Linked DNA regions of Zea mays: regions 2 and 3 are each linked to region 1. A link is a contact called in public Hi-C data. All regions are on one chromosome and are shown on one strand. Each heading gives the region's core, a stretch centred on a gene start, on an enhancer-like site or on the middle of the called end of the contact. The rest is flanking DNA. Distances are from core to core; before and after follow the strand shown.

Region 1 (3,870 bases), core at 482-2,981:
GTTGTTGCTACTTATTTTGATCTTTATTACAACAAAAGCAAACTTGTGAACTTTATGTATGAATGCAGTACAATTGTTATTGTCATGAATGAAAACATGAGCTATGTCAACATGAGCTATGTATGAATGCAGTACAATTGCTATGTATGAATGCAGTACAATTGTTATCTGATGTTGATGATAATTGGAAACTGCTAGTAATATATTTTTTTAGGCTCATATAGTCGTAGCGTTTGATTGTTAGTCGGTAAAAATACATATATCGCATCAGACAGTGTGTCGGTATAAGTTCTAACAGACTGTCTGTCGAGATAAATATGTTAGTCGGTATATCTTTTTAACGTCTAACCGTCCGTCGGTATAAACATGTCTGTCGCTATATGTTTATGCCGACGCCACTTACAGCGTCAGAAAGTGTTAGTCGGTATAACTCTATAGCGACTGATAGTACGTTGCTATAACGGTTTATACCGACTGTAAGTAAGTCGTTATAGCTAGGTTGTGGTATAGTGTATAAAAGGGTAAATAAATCATAGACGAATTATATTGTATTTACTTAATATATTGAATCATTGAATACAATAATACCTCTGCCTTGGCAAAGGTTGGTTCCCGAAAGATGCGATTACAATTACCAGAATCCGTGAACAGTAAAGGAATACTATTCACTATTTATAGGCACAGGACGCAGCCTGTGAGGAATTACAAGTATGCCCCTTATAAAAGTTTACAACATTGACTCAGACCTTTATGGACTAAAAGGTCATTCTATCTTTAAGTCGGTTTGTAATACCGAAGCTTCATGAAGAGGAACCTTCGGCCATCTTATGCAAACAGCTTCAGCCGAAGACCGCTTCTTCCTATAAGACCTTCGGCGACGAAGCATGGACCCAACAACTTGCCTCTACCATGATGCCATCCACCCCTCGTCACCCATCCCATGCTCGGTAACTCATCATGTTGCATATGCGCAGATCATGCCGCCGAGGCCGAGCCGAGGGACACATGGCGAGGCGGGATCGGCCGGCGGCGAGATCGAGTTGTGCTCTCAGGCACGACCGGTGCGGCAACCCCGGCCGGACAGACAGGTTTGTCCCTGCACCGCTTGTCTTTTGGGAACGGCGACAGCGCGCATGATTGCGACGGCCTGCTGCCGCAGCGACGAGACACCAGTTGAGAGGAGGCACCGAGAGGGCACACGAGGACAAGCGCGCATCGCTGGGAGGGATTGCCGTGTAGCTCACAAGATTACACGGCCGATCCGTGGAGTGTAGTGCCGGCCGTTGCGGTGTGCCCATTTGCGCGTAGTATTGGCTGGGAGAGAATATTTGTACGCGGGAAACGCCATTGTTCCAGGGCCAGCAGATCGATTCTGCAGCAGTCTAGGATCCCGTTCCCATACATGGTTCTCAGATTTAACAATGGCTCCGATCCACATCTGTCGAGTTGGCATGACCAAAACTGTGTCCCTAGGCAGATCGGTGGTTGAGCTGCATCGTCCACCTGCATGGGCTACAGCCTACAGAGGTCCCATGGGCCATGGTCCATCACTCACAGCGTTCTTCAGATGGAGGTCGCCTCTGTGTGCAGGAAAGAAAGCGACGTCCTCTGCAGATACAGTTCGATCCTTTCCTATCCACGCCGGACGCCGCCCCACACCATCCCCCTGGATCAGTGGATCATATGGTACTATTATACTAGTGTTTACGGTTGAAAAGTAGACAATTTTTAGAATCAGGGGCGGACCCACAGGGGGCAAAGTGGGCCATAGTCCCCCTGAAATTTTGACAGTATTTATATGTGTAATATAATTTACTATAAAATACAGAAAATGTAAAAGGCATAATAGACTAAAATCAACTTTATTGGGCCTTCTCTTTGTCAAGCCGAGGCCCAATAGCTATCTTCGGCTTGCTTCTTCCCATGTGCCTCTCTCTGTCAATTGTCAAGCCGCCGCCACTTCTTGCCTTCTTGGCTTCTTGTATGCATGTGCCCGTCCAGGTCCAGGCATCCAGGCTCAGCGTCTAGGGACCAGCCCCAGCCCTGGCGGCCGGCGTGGCGGCACACAGTGCCCGGCGCCTCCGTCCACTTCCCGGCCCGGCGCGACGTTGGCCCCGGCGCCTCGCTCATCCGCTTTCGTCTTCCGGTGCAGCACAGGCGAGTAGCGCTTGCGACGACCCGGCCCGTCGGTCTCCGCTCCCTTCCATCAAGGCAAGCAGTCAGGAAGGTAAGCAAACAAGCTATGCTAGATTTGCAATTTTGCATAACTGATAACTGACACCTTGAACTCTATGCGGCTATGCGGCAGTAGTTGTTTATAATGTAGTTGTTTATTAGTTGATTTTGTCATGTGGTTTTTGGCCCCCTGAATTCCGTCCGCCACTGTTTTAGATTAATAACAGAACACAGACAGCGACAATCTTTAAAACAAATATAAACATAGTTCGTACATAACTCAGATTAAATAACATGGATACAAAAAATAGTGTGAGTATAGCTCGTACACTAGTCACCTCAAACAACATGAACATAAATCGGTAGTTAGATTAAACGTGAACAGAGACACTGAATCATGAGGTGTGTATCTTTCGCAAGAACTAGATTTTTGGAGACCTCTCGAACAGCGCGTGTACGTAGACGCTGTGATGGAGAAACTATTGATAACGCAACAACCAAAAGAGAAAAATACTAATTCAATACTCACACGCTATATATTGCTAATTAATGTTGCGCCTTTCATCTTTACTCGTGGAATCCATTAGAAGACATAGATATTGGACCTTTGAGATTTATTAAAATTTCTACATGTGGTCTTAGGGAAACTAGACTATATAGATTGTAACAATTGCCACCATATCTCAGATTCTCAGTGTAAAATATTTTTCTTCTACTATTATTATAAAAGAAGGATAATAAATCAAGATACAAATAATATTGTTATTAATTAACTAAAATAGAAAATAGAAAATTTACTAACACATTGTGAGGGGGTGGGACTATAGGAACAGTAGATTAAACAAAAATAAAATATGCATAAAATATTTGAGAATATATAACTGTAATTGAGTTTCTGTAATATATAACTGTAATAAAATTTCTGTGTTTCAAACAGACATCTGACCGGGTCAGACGATACAGCCCATATACGTACGTCGAGTCCTCAAAGTTCGATTCTACGACCATCGCACCCATCTTGGCCCAAAGTACTTCCGCGCCGCGCTACGAACGAGGCCATCCGCCGCCACACGCCGTAGGCCATGCCGCTGAGGTCGGAGACCGGCACTGCTGGGGAGGGCGATGAGGAGCAGCGGTTGCGGGCTGCTCTGCGTCACCTGCAGGCGGAGGCGGGGGTGCTGGAGCGCCTGGTGTACAAGCACCGGAACCAGCACCGTGGCGCCGCCTATTTCCAATACCTCCTCAAGGTGAGGCCCGGTCGCTCCTCTACTGCTCTACATCTCCTGATGAAACCTCCCACCCCGCTAAGCGAGTGGCGAGTTTCTATGCGCGCAGGTGAGGAGGGACCTCAAGCTTCTGCTCGGCGCCGGCCTCGCGGAGGTCCTCAACGCCGTGTTCCCAGTTCTCGCATGCCGCAAGCCGGCCAACACGATCCTCGTCCCCAACAAGTCAGTCTGTTATTTTATTTACGCCTCTTGCAAATTTCACTTGCTCTGATTAGTGGTTACTTGAATGTTCAATGTTTGGTTTTTTACATTTTTTTCTGAATTCTGATATAGGCAGACTAAGAAGAAACCTGGTGCAAACCACAGCCATCACCAGAGGCTTTTGGGTGTAGCCCGCTTGTTATCCCAGGTATGTTTTCTGTTTGTTGAGCAATGTGATTGGAATCTTGACTTATGTATAGGCCTGAAG
Region 2 (3,870 bases), core at 457-2,956, 230 kb after region 1:
ACGACGATCTTGCCGGTGGCATGCCCATCGATGCTCTTGGCCCACACCTCCTGCGCTCTGCTCAACGAGTACCTGGAGTCGACCACCGTCCTGAGCTTCCCTTGCCTGGTCATCTCCACCAGCCACTCCATCTCCTCCTTCTTGGGGATCAGGACCAGCGGCACCAGCCTCTTCCTGGAGAAGGTGACCTTCTGAAGGAACGACTTGGCCGCGGCGGCGACCCCCGGGGTGACGTCGACGACCGTGGCCCTGTCGGCCAGAACCGGCGCGAACACCGACCAGGGGGTGCCAGTCGCGCAGTGCGCCACCGCGTCGTACCTGGTGCCCGACGGGCTCAGCAGCCTGGCGCCCTCGGGGGTCTTGTAGTCCAGCACCTCGTCGGCGCCCAGGCCCGCGACGAGGCCCAGGTTGCGCGCGCCGCAGGTGGCCGTGACGCGGAGCCCCGCCAGCTTGGCCAGCTGTACGGCGTAGTGGCCCACGCCGCCGGAGGCCGCGGTGACCAGCACGTTCTTGGGGCCGTCACTGTCGGCGCCAGAGCCGGAGCCGGAGCCGGAGCCGCCGTCGAAGCTGCTTACCCCCGCGGCCTTGAGCTGCTGCAGCGCGGTGGACGCGGCCGTGGGCAGAGACGCGCCTTCCGCCGCGGACACCTCCGGCGGCCGTGCCACTGTGAGCGACGCCGGCGCCACCGCGTACTCGGCTAGCCCGCCTCCATTCTTCCTCCAGAGATGGTAGGTAAGTTTGTCGCTGCTGGATCGATGGGTAACGCAATAGTAAATGGAATTCGAAGTGAGGATAATATATTACCGGGAAACTGATGGAGATGACCTTGTCACCTGGCTTGAAGTCGGTCACACCGCTGCCTAGCTCTACCACTTCGCCAGACATGTCTCCAACTGTTTTTTTTTTGGCACAGAAACAAGATGGAGTTCTCGCATTATTACATGGTAAGGTGCAATATATTTTAAGTCTTGAACATCGTCCACGGACCACGGTTGGTATGATCAACACGTTGTTCTAGTGCAGTTTGTATCCATGATGAAGGCAAGGGTTCCGAATTAGAGTATATACAGCAGGATCAAAATTAGAGTATATACAGCAGGATCAGAAACACTAAGTGAGCTGAAGCAAAACAAACAAACAAAAAACCCTCAGTTTCTTCAGATAATTCAGTGGTCATGTGATGACAGGCGATTGTTCGCGCAATCGACACTGGTCATGTGATGTGACATGCGTCTACTGAGCCAATCTGAGGCTACATAACGTGCCGTTGAGACATGTAAAGTGTACCTGGTATGAAGGGGAACTTCCTAGGCAGGAAGGGCCGGACCATGCCCTTCTGAATTTTCCAGTCGATGGGGTTGATGCTGGCCGCCTCCAGCTTGAGCAGCACCTCCCCCTTGCTCGGGGATGGGACCGGCACTTCCACATGCTGAATCGAGGCAGCAAGAGCATCAAGAAAAGACTCTAGCTACTTGGACACGAAAGACAGGAACAGCACGTGCTAGTGTGGTTAGTGGACCTTTAGGCCTTCAGCTCCTCCACCATACTTGTCGTACCGCAGAGCTCTCATCGTCTTCTTGGGAGCAGCCATGGCTTGATGCGCCTGGAGAGAGAGAGAGAGAGAGAGAGAGAGAGAGAGAGAGAGAGAGATGGCTCCTCCGCGGCCGGTACGCTGATGCTGATACGGTTGGTCTGGTTCAGGCAGTGTTGTGGACAGAATTGAGCCGGTTGCTTTGTACTTCAAATATCAGATGTGCATGGTTGGTCACTGTAAGGTCAGCTTCACGTTTCTAGCAGAAGGGATTATACTTCTGAATTAAAATCGAAAAAAAAAAATCTAGCAGGGTAACTTTTGAATGCGATATTCATTTTTTTTTGCTTGATTTTTTTTGTTTTTAGGGTGATTATTTTCTCTCCATGTGTCTGTTAGGATTTATGGGCTAGGCCCAGTTAAGAAATTCAAATAAATACCATGAAAATCTCAAAAGCCCATATAAGTGTATGGCTAAGGGAATAGGTGGAACCAATAACACCATATTGCTAGCTCTAGTGGAGTAGAGCTAGCTTAAATATGGAAGCCACACTCACTCACCAAGTCATGGATGAGAGAAGAGAGTGTGGAGAGCCACACGCGCTCGCTCGCCTCGTTCGGCCCGGGCCGGGCCGAAGTGCGCGGGCGCACGACATGCGCGTGAATGGTTCGCCGAAATCCTGAACGCGAGATTTTCGTGGGCGGATAAGATCGGGGGTCGCGGACTCGGCCCTATAAAAGGAGCCCGGCAGCCAGCCTCCAAATCATCCCAGTTTCGCTTTCGCCTCTCTTCATAGCTGAGCCGCTTTTTAGTTCCCTTCGTCCCGACCGCAGACGTGCATCTGCGATCAGGAGAGCAGGTCTCCGGCCATCTATCAGTACGCATCATCTGATTTGGTTTTTTACTTCAGTTCTTCTGATTTGGTCATGATTTATATTCGAAATTTAATCTAGAATAATTATTCAACAATCCAAAAACCTTATTGTAGACAATTTTCTAGTTTTTCTATGGCTGCTTTTGCCGACGCGCTGAAGCCAGAAAAGTTTAATGGTATGCACTTTAAGAGATGGCAAGTCAAGGCCACGCTCTGGTTTACTGCTATGAATGTTTTCCATGTTAGTAAAGGCAGACCTGAGGGTCCACTGACTCCTGAACATGAGAAATAGTACAACCATACCAATACTATCTTTACGGGAGCCGTTCTTAGCGCCCTTGTTGACCGTCTGGTCGATGCGAATATTCAGTACACAGACGGGAAAGAGTTGTGGGATGCACTTACTACTAAGTATGGTGCATCAGATGCTGTCAGTGACCTGTATATCATGGAGAGCTTTCATGATTATAAGATGGTTGATAATCGCTCTATTGTAGAGCAAGCTCATGAAATACAGTGTATAGCCAAGGAGCTCGACCACCTTAAGATAGTCCTTCCTGACCGATTTGTGGCTGGGTGCATTATTGCAAAGTTGCCTTCTACATGGAGGAACTTCGCCACATCTCTGAAACATAAGAGACAGGAGATATCAGTTGAAAATCTGATAGCGTCTCTGGATGTTGAGGAGAAAGCTCGGGCTAAGGACACGGGATCTAAAGGAGGCGAGGGACACTCCAGCGCCAACATGGTTCAAAGGAACCACAACAAGGGGAAAGGAAAGCCAAAATCTAACAAGCCCAACAAAACTACCAACTTCAAGAAGAAGAAGAACAAGGCTGAATTGACATGTTTCGCATGTGGCGAGGCGGGTCATTTTGCCAAGGATTGTCCTGATCGAGCGGATCGCCGTGGCAAAAAGGGCAATGTCAACACAGTGGTCGCTAGCAATGAGGAAGACAAAGGGTATGGTAATTTACCTTTCATCTTCTCAGTATTTCAATCACCTAGCTGGTGGCTTGATACTGGTGCTAACGTTCATGTGTGTTCTGACATTAACTTGTTCTCTTCTTATCAGGGCGCCCGGGATTCTTCCGTGCTAATGGGGAATGGGTCACATGCTTCTGTTCATGGCACTGACACGGTGGATCTGAAGTTTACTTCGGGAAAGATCGTGCAGCTGAAGAACGTGCATCATGTCCCTTCTATACACAAGAATCTCGTTAGCGGAACCCTTCTATGTAGAGATGGGTTCAAGGTAGTTTTGGAGTCCAATAAATTAGTTGTGTCCAAGTCTGGACAATTTATTAGTAAAGGCTATGTTTGTGGAGGCTTGTTCCGCTTTTCTCTGTTAGATTTCAATAATAAGTCTGTGAACCATATTTGTGCTAATGTTGATGATCTTGCGAGTATTTGACATTCTCGTTTGTGTCATATTAATTTTGGCTCTATGTCTCGGCTTGCAAC
Region 3 (3,870 bases), core at 795-3,294, 150 kb before region 1:
CTGTTACGTGTACTGTACATTGTGATAAAAGATATGGAAAATTTTGAACTAAAAGACAACAAAGAATAGATCTGATAGGCCCAATACTGCTGTGCTGCTAAAGCAGCATAAATTGATCTCACTTCCTAAATATCAAGGCTGCTTTAAGTAGAGACAGCAATAACAGATATGGCCAACATATTTGAGTGAATGGTAAGTGCGACCAAGAGGAACAGGCATGTTAAAATCCACAGAAGTTTATCAATCACCTAAAAGTCTACACCACTCGCCTAACAAGATGGGAATGATTTTTTCTGTTATTTGCCAAGAGATAGAAATGTGATGGCTACCATGCCATCTGACGGAAAAATTTTAGGTCCTGTGACCTGTATTACACTCAAGAAGCTATCAGCAAGTACCTGGTAGCTCTGCCAATAACTTCACCATTAGCTAGGTCCTTGAGGATCCAATCACGACGGGTACCAATTCTTCCATCTTCTTGGCACCATGTTTCGATCTCAACAACATCACCCCTACCAGCAGCAGAGTTACCAGTCAGGATCAAACCTTACCAAAGAGGGGTAAAAGGTGCAAACAAAGCTTCAATGTAAGCTTAAAAAACTACCAAGCTGGGTACTTGTAGATCTCAATGTGCATTCTGTTCGTCACCCAAATAAGTCCAAGTTTTCTCATTGTAGTGGTCGTGGCGAAGCCATCAGTGGAGAACCCAACACTTTGTGCATGGTTACATCCTACCTCCTGTATTTACAAAAATGCTTACAATTAAAGATACAAAAAATATAGGGAATAAAAAAACATTGGTACACTTGTTTATAGTAGGCCTTATATAAATGGCAGTAATATTGATACTTAAGAATCAATTGATAAAATCCGAACCAATGGAGTTGCCCATGTCCCATTTGGTGTGATTTTAACTTTTGAACTTGGATCACAAACCAATTCCACCACCACTAACTCCAGCGATCTGTACCCTATATGAAATTTCGTGTGTGCATGCCAAAGCAAGCACATCCAGGAAATTGGTGCCGGTGACAACTACCCCATGTTCTTCTAAGTAGTCAGCCCATGACTCAACTCATAGTTGCCCATGAGATATTTCGGCACGCCAGTTTAAGGCTCTGATCGCTTCTCCGAGGACTGGCAGACAAAGAAAATTGCACTAGGTTTTAGCATTGGAGTGGTCAATTTGTTGCATGCACACTAGGAGCAAATTTCTGTGGGCGATTTACCACTTTGCAACACTAACAAGACCGGGACAGTCATACCATTTTAATCCACCAAACACGAACTAAGCTACACCCTAGCTCTAACTTAAGCAAAGGGCATGGCACAGAATTGTGGAGTAACAATATTCCTCTTTCACAATTCCATCCTAGCACAAAAGAGGAGCTCTGATTGTAGCACAAGTTTGGAGAGTTCTAAATTCAGATCCAGACATCCGACCTCTTGAATCCAGGCATAGCCCGAATCCAATAAAGAAAAGCACGCCACAAATCTGGCCTCCGCAGGGCACTGATCCGAACTTTAGGAAGCAGAGCCCCCCACGGCGCGAGCTCGCGAGCATACCTGGAGGAGATTGGCGATGGTCTCAACGGTGGCCGTCTTGTTGATCCCCACCTCGTAGCAGCGCACGATGAAACTCTCCTTGTACGATAGCCCGTCCTCCAGGAGGTTCCCCAACCGCAGCCGCTCGGCCAGGCTGGGCCGCGCGTCACCCCCTTCCGCCTTAGCTAACGCCGCCGTGACAGCCGCGTGGCCCGGCGAAGCCGCCTCGATCCCGGACACCTGCGGCGCACCCCGCGCGCACCGCACTACCACCGCGGGCGCCGCCGCCGGAGGCGACTCCCACCTTCCGTGGTGGCGGAGCGGCGCGCGGGCGCATTGCGGTGGCGTGTGGCAGCGCAGCATGGGTGGCGGATGCGTCGGTTCGAGAAGGCTCGTGGGCCAGTCGCCGCCGCCGCCGAAGCGGGGTTTGGTTTACACGGGCGGAGCGGGGTGGGGTTGGCGCGGCGGGCAGCCGGGCACTGCACAGTGGATATGAAAAAGGGGCCAGGGACGGTGGCGGGCGGTGGACCGGGCGCACGGGGCGATAGGAACGAGGACGTGCTGGACGACGTGCTGGCGGTGGGGAAAAGGAAGGAACAAGGAAATCTCTGGACCCTGTGCATGCGCCGGTGGTGGTCCACAACTCTACGGCGGTGGTGATGTCGTCGCGCCGACTGGATTTCGCGTGCGGTGTGCGGTGTGCGGTGCGAGTGTCAGCATGTGTATAGTGTACAGGGTAGGGATGGCACAGCATGTGTATAGCGTACAGGGTAGGGATGGCAACGGGACCGTTTGGGTCTGATGGAATCTCCGTAGGCACTGCAGACCTTAATCTAAAACCGCTATGCCTATGAACATCAATTCAGATTTAAAACAAATTAGACCCCGTTTGAATATCTAGAGCTAATAGTTAGAACAAAAAAAAGTTACTGATGTAATTAGCTAACTGATAAATAGTTGGTTAACTATTAGCTAATTTTATTCATATTAAACAAATAAGATGAGCAGATCGAAGTTAGTAAAAAATTAAACAAATTATAAATTGAGACATATAGAGTAAAAATTTACGATATCAGTATCCTCAACTATACAACATACCCTGCAAGAAACAAGATACACAAGAGCCAAAGTGTGGAGCTCATATCCACTAAATATATCACAACGCAGATAGCTAGAGACCTTATTAGTCACAAGCTAGTGTTATGAAAGTCTCCTTTCACGGGTGTCCAACATTATTTTAGGGTGTGTTTAATTGTTGATGAGTTAACTAAATGGAGCGATTTCATTCCAGATTTTTAAGATGTGTTGTTTTAATCTATGTTTGGTAAGTTGAACAGAGTCATTCAATTTTTTGTTTGGTTGAAGGGTAGAATAGAGTGAAGTTGTTCTGTTCTTTGTTTGGTTAGAGAGTCATATGAGTGTAGAGATAATGAGAGGGAGGAGAGCACTCGCATTCGGGGGAGCACTCGCATCCTATCGTTTTGGTGAAGCGGGAGCATTCTAACTATTTATATTAAATTTTCAAATGAAAACTTTAGGTGTCGTTCCGCTCTTTTTTTTGATGGAAATCAAACATTCAGAAAATAAGAATGGGTCGCTCCGTTCTTATTCACTTCTCAACCAAACACACCCTTAAGCGAAGAGGACAAGTTTAAATGGAAACTACACTAGAGTTGAGTTTTTTTTTTTTGCAAAATCTTATTATCTTGCATTAATCTATCAGGATGTGCCCAATTCTAACGAATGTTTGTGAAAGAAGTACCTTAGTAGATCAAGACATCTTTATCTTTGATGTGGCGTTGTTTTAATTTAATGAAACATAATTGGTGTTTCTGTCATGAAGATGAAACAATTTAATATCTGTTTTTCTTCATCTGCAAATAGGTTTGGTGTTTGGCTATGAGGGATTAGACACGACTCGTATTTAATACTTCATCCGTTCTTTTTTATTTGTTACGTTTTAGTTCAAAAATAAACTAACAGGTGATAAATATTTGCGAACGGAGATAGTACATAGTACTTCTTAAAGCTAGTGCTACTTGTTGGGTTGTGTTATTATACAGGAACATAATAGTATTTAAAAACAAACAAATGTTATTTTTGCAGGTTATTTTCTCAATTCGTATTGACTTCATAGAAATGTTATTTGTAGGTTATTTTCTCAATTTTTTGTATTGGCTCAATACCGGGCTATTCTTCAGAAGACCTCTTCACAAGATATGGTTGTAGTGGCTCATAGTTTTTTGAGAAGGTGGCTAAAGCCGACTCTAGCAGTTTACTTATAAATTGTTTTACATTGTTCACAAAGCCTTCAGCTGGGGAGGA

What was found. Hi-C and Micro-C count contacts between places; a contact is called where the count stands out from the background.
Region 2: a Hi-C map of bundle sheath shows a contact between it and region 1, with 2.3 times the contacts expected there. The contact joins the promoter of LOC100281822 here to the promoter of LOC103632978 in region 1. A contact is called at or near these places in 4 of 25 Hi-C or Micro-C datasets (bundle sheath, ear, endosperm and 1 more).
Region 3: a contact with region 1 is called in a Hi-C map of leaf, with 4 times the contacts expected there. The contact joins the promoter of LOC100191192 here to the promoter of LOC103632978 in region 1. A contact is called at or near these places in 2 of 25 Hi-C or Micro-C datasets (endosperm and leaf).

The regions. Positions count from the first base shown.
Region 1 is chr7:142,274,665-142,278,534 of Zm-B73-REFERENCE-NAM-5.0, reverse strand. LOC103632978 reads left to right here and starts at 1,731. Exons shown (of 9, transcript XM_020541162.2): 1 at 1,731-2,227; 2 at 3,113-3,422; 3 at 3,511-3,623; 4 at 3,735-3,810. The coding sequence starts at 3,258.
Region 2 is chr7:142,048,863-142,052,732 of Zm-B73-REFERENCE-NAM-5.0, reverse strand. LOC100281822 reads right to left here and starts at 1,706. Exons shown (of 4, transcript NM_001154742.3): 1 at 1,520-1,706; 2 at 1,288-1,429; 3 at 805-893; 4 at 1-713. The coding sequence starts at 1,591.
Region 3 is chr7:142,421,309-142,425,178 of Zm-B73-REFERENCE-NAM-5.0, reverse strand. It overlaps LOC100191192, which reads right to left and starts at 2,044. Exons shown (of 7, transcript NM_001136627.3): 1 at 1,567-2,044; 2 at 605-738; 3 at 399-512. The coding sequence starts at 1,908.